Linked DNA regions of Mus musculus: region 2 is linked to region 1. The links are chromatin contacts, called in public Micro-C maps. All regions are on one chromosome and are shown on one strand. Each heading gives the region's core, a stretch centred on a gene start, on an enhancer-like site or on the middle of the called end of the contact. The rest is flanking DNA. Distances are from core to core; before and after follow the strand shown. Region 1 has its middle 12 kb from the start of Dnajb9. Region 2 holds the start of Pnpla8 (patatin-like phospholipase domain containing 8).

Evidence for each region. A called contact is a pair of places that touch in the nucleus more often than the background predicts.
Region 2: a Micro-C map of the G1E-ER4 cell line shows a contact between it and region 1, with 2.8 times the contacts expected there. The contact joins the promoter of Pnpla8 here to the enhancer-like site in region 1. A contact is called at or near these places in 15 of 39 promoter capture datasets (the 3T3-L1 cell line, 3T3-L1-derived adipocytes, the C10 cell line and 12 more), 2 of 15 datasets of contacts at CTCF or cohesin (the NIH/3T3 cell line and large pre-B cells), 57 of 484 Hi-C or Micro-C datasets (B cells, the Ba/F3 cell line, the C2C12 cell line and 42 more), 27 of 115 datasets of contacts at active chromatin or transcription factors (the 230-238 cell line, CD8 T cells, bone marrow-derived dendritic cells and 19 more) and 5 of 9 other capture datasets (adipose tissue, bone marrow-derived macrophages, liver and 2 more).

The regions. Positions count from the first base shown.
Region 1 is chr12:44,196,408-44,200,605 of GRCm38.p6, forward strand. No RefSeq gene overlaps it. Among named protein-coding and RNA genes, the nearest start is that of Dnajb9, 12 kb to the right of the region's middle. Within about 2 kb of position 1,909, at least 31 of the 459 cell types and tissues checked have an H3K27ac peak or open chromatin away from gene starts, as enhancers often do. A contact at or near this core is called in the Ba/F3 cell line, the G1E-ER4 cell line, the HPC-7 cell line and 6 more, where this site is marked.
Region 2 is chr12:44,266,746-44,270,943 of GRCm38.p6, forward strand. Pnpla8 (patatin-like phospholipase domain containing 8) reads left to right here and starts at 2,409. Exons shown (of 10, transcript NM_026164.2): 1 at 2,409-2,556.

The DNA of each region.
Region 1 (4,198 bases), core at 659-3,158:
TGGGCAAGTGTTCTACCACTGAGCTCTACTTCCAAACGTCTTATATTAGTGTTTTGAACTATTTCCCTCTACCTGGAGATATTCATTTTAGGAAAAATTCCTGTGCTTTTACTATTATTATTAAATGTATAGCAATCACTAGGTACTAACCCACCCTTTTGAGCAGACGTCTGCAGACCCAAAGATGAAGTATCTTGTAGTAATGCTATATAGACAAATAGATAATGGTTCTATAGAAGTTCTGACATGATTCAAATAATTTTAGGAGAAAAGTTTTTAGAGATGCTCTTATTTGCTAGAAAGATGTAATAAAGTTAGAATCAAGAATAAAATGTGCCCACTCCTCCAAATAATAAATAAAGGTTGCATAATAATAAATACAATGAGATTTCATAATTACACTAAAAGGAGAAAGCGACTTGGGCCAATTTTGTGTTCAAGGAAAAACATTTAGTCCCAAGGGTAAAGTCACAGATATGCACTATGATAAGGCAAGGCCATACAGAAACTGTTACTTTAACAAGTTAAAAAAAAAAAACTTTTAACAAGTATATTATAATGACACATTGCTTTGAACTTAATGTCAACATCCTTCTGTAACTCCCATTCCTTTTAACATTTTATCTTTGAGGTAATTTTCTAGGGAACTTTTGTGTAAAGAAGGAGGTATAAAAGACCAGAGAAAAGAAATACACACACACACACACACACACACACACACACACACACACATACAAGTGTGTTTGTCTGTTTGTCTATATGTTTGTGTGTAGGGTATATATGTATGCATGTAGGCATGCATGAATACTTGTAGGGTTGATTGACAGACAGTTGGGCCCAGCTAGAGTGTGGGTGTATGAATGTTTGAATGTATATGTGCCTGTGCATATTTGCCTGTACAAAGCATCTTTCCTTTCTCTCTGGTTCATAAAGAGTTAACCAGCTTAACCAGAGAGGCTAAGAAAGTAAGAAAGAAAGGTGCAGTAGCAATAAATCCTTTCACTTAATCCCCTGCTGTTTTATGATGAGGTGCTAAACAGTTTCTCACCTCAGAGGAACTCACAGAAGGCAGGTCAGCTACTGTAGCAAAGGGACTTAGACTTAAGATAGGTAATGTTTTATTATTATACAATAACCCTAAGTATCTGGTAAGACTAAGTCTTACCTCTCCGATGCCTCAGAAAGAACCAAACAAGAAAGAACAGCCTGGGCTGGTCCCCAGCACTCTAGATTCTCCATCTTCCTAATTCTGTGACCCTTTAATACCCTCGTGACCCTCGTGTTATGGTGACCCACCACCATAAAATTGTCATTGCTACTTCATAACTATAATTTGTTACTGTTATGAATTGTAATGTAAATATCTGATATGCAACCCCTGTGAAAGTGTAATTTGAACCCCAAAGGGGTCATAACCCACAGGTTTAGAACCACTGCCCTAGAGAAACAAAACAGATAGAATATGAATAAATTTGTATTGATAGAATATATATAAATAAACATACATTGAAGGGACTGAGGTAGCAGAATAAACTCCATTTTGTTTTTAAGAGTCTATGTTAACTTGCCTTTAGAGAGGCATGGCCCCCACCCTTGAGGTCTGAGAAAAATCAGGAAATGTCCCTGGCAGTTGCAAAATAGACACAGCAGCTGCAGCTAGCTGATAAGAGTGAGCTAAGAAAACATAAGTCGTTCCCAGGTCAAGACTCTCCTTTTTGATCCATGTTCCCTCCTTGTGGTTTAATCAGGTCCTATAAACCAATTAGCTTAAAAGCCAACATTTCTTTTTCCTCTCATTAATTCCAATGCTTCTGGGTTTTCCTTAATAAACCCTCTTTCCTAGATCCTGGGGCCACTCTCCTATCCTGTTGCATCAGGAAGGTTCATGGCCCGAGCTTCAGCTCGAATACTCTCATATGCTTGCATCAGAGTTGTGGTTCCTGATGATCTCAGGGGTTCTTGCAGTCAGGGCACAACCATATCAATGGGGATTTATTAGAGCATCTTACAGACTGTGATCCAGCTAGCTCAACAATGGCTGTCTCCCAGGGGAAAGGCCAAGCTGTTGAGCCCACGTGGCTAGATGCTTCAGCTAGTTCTCAGTATACTTTGGAATCCTGAATTAAGGTCCTAAATCCATCACCCTAAAACCAGAGAAGGAATCCCTCAGCACCGGGATCTATGAACTTGCCAATGAAAATGAGGGCAAACAGGCAGAAACCAAAAGTTTCCTTCTTCCAGGTCCTTTATATATAAGCTGCCTTGAGAAGGTATAGCTCAGTTTCAGGGAGGACAATCAGAGCTCAGATTAAGATGAACTCACGTGATCTGGATTTAAGGTGAGTCTTCCTACCTTAAATCATACAGTTAACTAAAAATCCTTCACAGGTGTGTCTAGTAGCATGAGTTTTTAGTTAATTCTAGATATAATCGATTTGACAACCAATAATAGAATAGTCATCTATTATGTGTCTCCAAGGGAGTCCCAGAATAGATGAGCATCCTAGAAGCGCTAAGAAGCCCACTATCTTAGTCTGTTCAGACTGATGTAACAGAATTCCTCGGCCTGGGAGGCCTATAAAAAGAAGATGTGTTTCTTACAGCCCTGGTAACTGAGATGTCTAAGAAGGCATGGGAAGACTTTCTGCCCCCCTGAGGCACTCTTTCTGGCTCAGAGGCAGGGTCTTCTTGTGTTGGTCAGAGTAGCCACATTCCTAAGATGATGACAGCATAAGAGTGCATTTCCTTTAGATCAGAATGAATCTTGACTCAGTCCCAAAGGTCTTGCAAGGTCTATGGATGTTTGGCTCCTTTGGTTTTGGGATTGCACCATGGTAAAAAGTACATAGTAGAGCTGAGCTGCTCACTTCACAGCAGTAGAGGGAACTGGTGTTAGAACTAAGCAGCAAGTCCCAAAGAGATCACAACATGCAGCAGGTCTCACCTGGGAGGTTTGTTGAGAGGGGAAAGAGACAGGCCCTGGGACAGGGTGGAGAGAAAAGGGGGTGCAGGAAGAACGAGGCTTTTATTGGGCCTGTGATGCATTTGTAAAAGGACATGGGACAAGGGCCGTGGCACACGTGCAAAGGATCAACGCTGTCACCTCTTCAGCTAGGTCCCCCGAGAACTGGCTGTAAAGATACCTGATTGGAGTGAAGTCACTTCTAGATGTCCCTAGATGTGCCTGATTGCCAACAGTTGGGGCAAGGTGCTGTCTTTCCAGGGCATATCCCCACTATAGCCTACTCTTAATAATGCCATGTTATGCATCAAGAATTTAAATCTATCAAGCAAATAATCCATCAATTAAGCTAATCAAATTTCGATGGCACCACCAGCTAAGGACCAAGCCTTTTTAAGCTTTTTGGGAAAACATTTCATATACAAACCCTATTACTGTAATCTCACTTGAGAATGGTCCCGTGAGTGTTCTCCCTGCCCCTACTTTCTCTTTCCCTCCCTCCTTACTTCTCCCCTTCCCTCTACCCCACCCTGTCATTTTTTTATAGAGGTACCAAGAGAACTCCGATGTCTTTTTTGTTTGTTTGGTTGGTTGGTTGGTTGGTTGGTTTTGGTTTTCGAGACAGGGTTTCTCTGTATAGCCCTGGCTGTCCTGGAACTCACTTTGCAGACCAGGCTGGCCTCGAACTCAGAAATCCGCCTGCCTCTGCCTCCCGAGGGCTGGGATTAAAGCTCATTGTACTGGCTGGTTTTGTGTCAGCCTTGACACAGGCTGGAGTTATCACAGAGAAAGGAACTTCAGCTGGGGAAATGCCATAAGATCCAGCTGTGGGGCATTTTCTCAATTGGTGATCCAGGGGGGAAAGGCCCCTTGTGGGTGGTGCCATCTCTGGGCTGGTAGTCTTGGGTTCTATAAAAAAGCAAGCTGAGCAAGCCAGGAGAAGCAAGCCAGTAATAGCATCCCTCCATGGTCTCTGCATCAGCTCCTGCTTCCTGACCTGCTTGAGTTCCAGTCCTGACTTCCTTTGGTGATGAACAGCAGTGTGGAAGTGTAAGCTGAATAAACCCTTTCCTCCCCAACTTGCTTCTTGGTCATGATGTTTGTGCAGGAATAAAACCCTAAGACACTCATATATCTAAATACCATCATCTAGAGGGTGAGGTTCTCAGCATAGGAATTTTGGAGGAAGAGAAACCTCTGAGCCTCAGTACTCGCCTGTAGAGAAGCATAATGTAA
Region 2 (4,198 bases), core at 1,159-3,658, 71 kb after region 1:
AAAGTGTCAAGTACGTGATATGACAGGCATATGTCTGTTTTACATAGGTGAATAGCTAAACAGTTGCTACACTTATCTTTATTCCAAGTGTTAACTGTTTTCTGAAGGCATTACTCTGCTGTTAATATGCAAGGTAATCTACTTTGTACACTACTGAATTTATTTATTTTGGTTGAAATTAAATGATAAAATATTTTTCTTCCCCTAAATTTTATAATATAGAATTGTAGTGTCAATGATTGGACAGGTAATATGTCAGATAAGAAAACAGAAACACAAATACAGCATTATACTTCTGGCCTGTAGGGAAAATGCCAGGATACAAATGAATAAATCACAACCCCGAGCAGTGAGGGCTAGAGGTGAAGCAAGTTTAAGTACAATAAATGGTTTGCTCTATGGGAGCAGGAAGAGTTTCTTGGTTTAAGTACAAATCTGAAGGCTAGGACAGGAGGAAATCTGAGCCAAGAGCATGTACAGAGGCACTAATTATGAAAAGGCTCAATGTTTATGGTAAAATAATGGTGTTTCTGGAAGGTAAAAAATACTGGGCAAGGGGTGAGAAGCCACACAGTTAAAGCTTGTCACATCCCTGTGGTTTACCGAAGAAGTGCTCCTGGCCCAATCTTTCTGCTCTGGGAAAACACATGATCATTTTGCAATTCTGAAAGATAACTTTCCCTGCAGAAGAGACTGGGTTAGAGGTTAGTTACAAACTGTAGAACCAGTTTATGTGAGACTGACATACAGCAAGCTCTACACTAAGGAAAAAGGAGGGCGAGAGCACAGAGCTGAAGAAATTGTAAGAGATGGTAAAGGAAGATCCATTAAGCTTTATTTCTGATTAGAGGTAAAATTACTGACAAGGGAAGGAGAGGAGGAATTGACAGTTGCATGGAAATTTCTAACATAGGAAGAAAATCTGGGTATATTATCTAACTTAAGGAATTACATTATTAAACATTAGAAACAAAGGGAGAAGGCATGGTGAGTTACTGACTGCTTGACCAAGATTTAGTTAGGTTCCTTTTATGACTTTTCACAGTACCTGTCATCTTTTGGCCTCTGCCTTGGACCTATCTAAGTCCAGTGTTAGGAGGAATCGTCTAAGTTGATATGAAATTAATCCCCACTCTTGGTATCTGGTCATTCTCATCTTCTCTCACCAAGAATCTGCTTCTTTTCAGCAAGAATGTCTGTTACCTTTGACGTGATGTCATTTCTTAGTAATCTTCCATCCAATGACCACCCCCTTTGCCTACTGTTCTAAACTCTACTCTTTGTTGTGTCAGAACCTGGAGCTGACAGCTCACTATGGTAATAGTTCTGACCTTCTACCATTTCAATAGTGTCAGGGTATTTTAATATTAGTAAATTAATAATAAAAAAATCAAGAGCTAAAGTTATTTCCAAGCCTTTCTTAATTTTTGGAGTACATATTTGAGCTGTTGTGAGGCTATTTAACAGCTAATACACTGCTAGGGTTTACCAGACAGTATGGTAGACACAACCCAATATCATGTGTTAACCAAATGCCTAGTATGCTCATTTACTCTTTTTTCTTTTTTTTCTTTAATTTTTAGGGGAAAGAAACGTCAAGGTCTCCTCATGTAGCCTGCTCTCGCCTCGAGTTTATAGGCCTACTACATTTTTTACCTTTGTAATGTTTAACCTCTGTAATCCAAAGCCCCTTAATTAAAAACTGTCAGTGAATCTGGCAGCACATGTAATGCCCTTCCTAAAGGGCTTTACAATCATTTTCATTTTAAGGGCTGGCCCTCTGCTACTCTTGAAGGTGAACACTGAGGTCCTAATCTGATGGTCTAGTTAACTAGATAGCACTAGACCTGTGGCGGGTTGTAGTTTGCCTCCCTGGTATACAAAAATTTCAACGTGTTGATTACAAGACCATCAAAGGGGTAGTACACGCTAACTCCCACAAGATGGTATATGACAAAGAGCTTTTAAGTTGACAGACCCCGTAGCTGTTCTAGAAACAAAGAGGAGGTATCACCACAGCAGGATCACAGGGTCCAGCCAGGCTGCTCACATCCAGGCTGCGGTTAAAGCGGTTCCCTGGAACCTAGGCAACACAGCGCGCGCAGAGTCTTCTGGCACGCTCAGCCCAGCTGAACTTATTTCTGAACTATTGGTAACCCGCAAGCAAGCAACCAGGCACTCTACTCTGAGACAGCGCTGAGATTAAAAGCCATTGATCTCCGCCTAACCGTCACAACAGATCATAAAAGTAGCACTTGCCCCTTCCGAAGCGGTGCCTCTCCCAAGCACTCAGCTCCAACAAACTCCCCGCCCCTCCCTCTCTCCACAGCCACGCCCTATTACGTAGGCTTAGGAGGGCAGAAGGCAGAAAAACAGGCCCTAGAGCTTGCGTCACTTCCGCTGGGGGCGGGGCGTAGCGGTGGGTGGTGCTGGTCACGCCAGTGTTTGGGGTCCGGGCGCCGCAGCTGCGAGCAGGCCGGGCGGGCCGATGCGGACCTCAGAGCTGGCGGGAGGCGAGTGGCGGCCGCGGCGCCCGTGACTACTGCCTGCGTCCCGGTGAGTGGCCGGAAGGCGGCGGGGTGGCAGGTGGCCTCCGTGGCGTGGGCGCTTCGCCGGGCTCTCCCGCGGGCGTTTCGGAGGCCCGATACGCAGGCCTCGGGGTCCTGGCGGGCGCTTGGCCCCGACGCCCCGATGCCGCGGGCGTGGCCGCCGGGTGTTTTGGTTGGTTGCGCCCCGCCCCCGCCGGTGGTCCCGCCCAGCCCCTCTCTGCAGTGGCACGCCGGGTCCTGAATGGGCTGTTCTCTGGCAGATCACTGGAGACGCGACGTTTTCTCTGATCTACCTCGACCTTGACTGGGCAGCGTGTGCTTTGTGTTTTGGTGGCTGGATATTTTTACTTCTCAGCGATTTGCTTTTTCTTCCCGTCCTATCCCAGTGCGCTGTTGCTTAAGCAGAACCAGATGCGCGTCCCTTTTAAAAGATGAAAAAAACTGTATGAGTCAGCAGGTTGCAGAGCCTCTTGTCACTGTCATTTCTGTCATGATGCTGGGGGCGGGGCGGGGGGTGGTACGACCAGTTTTCACGCCCATTACAGCAATAACTTTAAAGAAAAGTGACCTTCAAGGAATATCTTAGGAGATAGATGTGACATAAGCGGCTATCCTAGAATGCATTTAAAATTACCATTTTCATTTCCAAGTTGTATTATGGACCGAATTCCTGATTGTCAAAAATATATTTCAGGTTCTCAAGGCGGTTCATTACCACAAGGAAATGGGAAGAATGTTTTTAAAAAGTGAGGATTATTATAAAAGTACATAAGAGTGAATTGAAAAGCTTATGTTTTAGTGAAGCAGTCAGTTGTACCAAATTCCATATAGCTATTTTGTGAAATTCGGTATGCATATTAGATGAATCTCCAATATAAAGACCTCGCTTCATAGTTTTTGCTAATTGTTCTATTCTCTATCTTGTTTTGTATTTCTCCATCTAATTTTAAAATCTTGGTAACAGTGGCCCTCTTCATAATGATGTCAGATTAGTGAAAAGGTCAGCTGCACTAGTCTATATTAATACATCCATACTTTCCCATGCAGAATTGATACAAGAACAGTCTGTACTTGAAGTTGTTTTTTTCAGCCAGTAAAGATGGGATTTGTTACTTTATTTGGGGCACATAACGTTTGTGCAAAGGTCAGAGCTAGACTCTTGTTTCACCTCCAGTTCCAACTCACTCCCAATCGCTTGTATTTTATTCGGTTTACTATCCTTTGCTTTTAAGAGGATCCTTTCCTTCAGTGCTTCCTGGTTTGCTTGAGTGCTTTTCTTCCTGTTCCTAACTTTGGGTACCACTCAAAGTTCTATCCACATTGTTCTCCTCAAAACAAATTTAACTTTTTGAAACCAAAGTCATACATAAATATCCTGAAATGTCAAGGAAATTATAGGGTGCATTTATTTGTAGCTGAGCATTTTAAAAAAGAAAGAAGCTTATTTTTGTTAAGTCCTGGGTATCCAAATACTGCAGGCCATCTCATTTGGCCTTGAGGGTCCAGTTGTTATTGTGTTGCATTTTGTCATACATAAATGTAGTCTCTCTATTTCTATTTCAGTGCCCTGTCATTACTGCATTCTGTAAATATGGAAGAAAATATAGTTTCTTCTATGTTAAGCTGACCCCTTTCCAGGTCTTTCATAT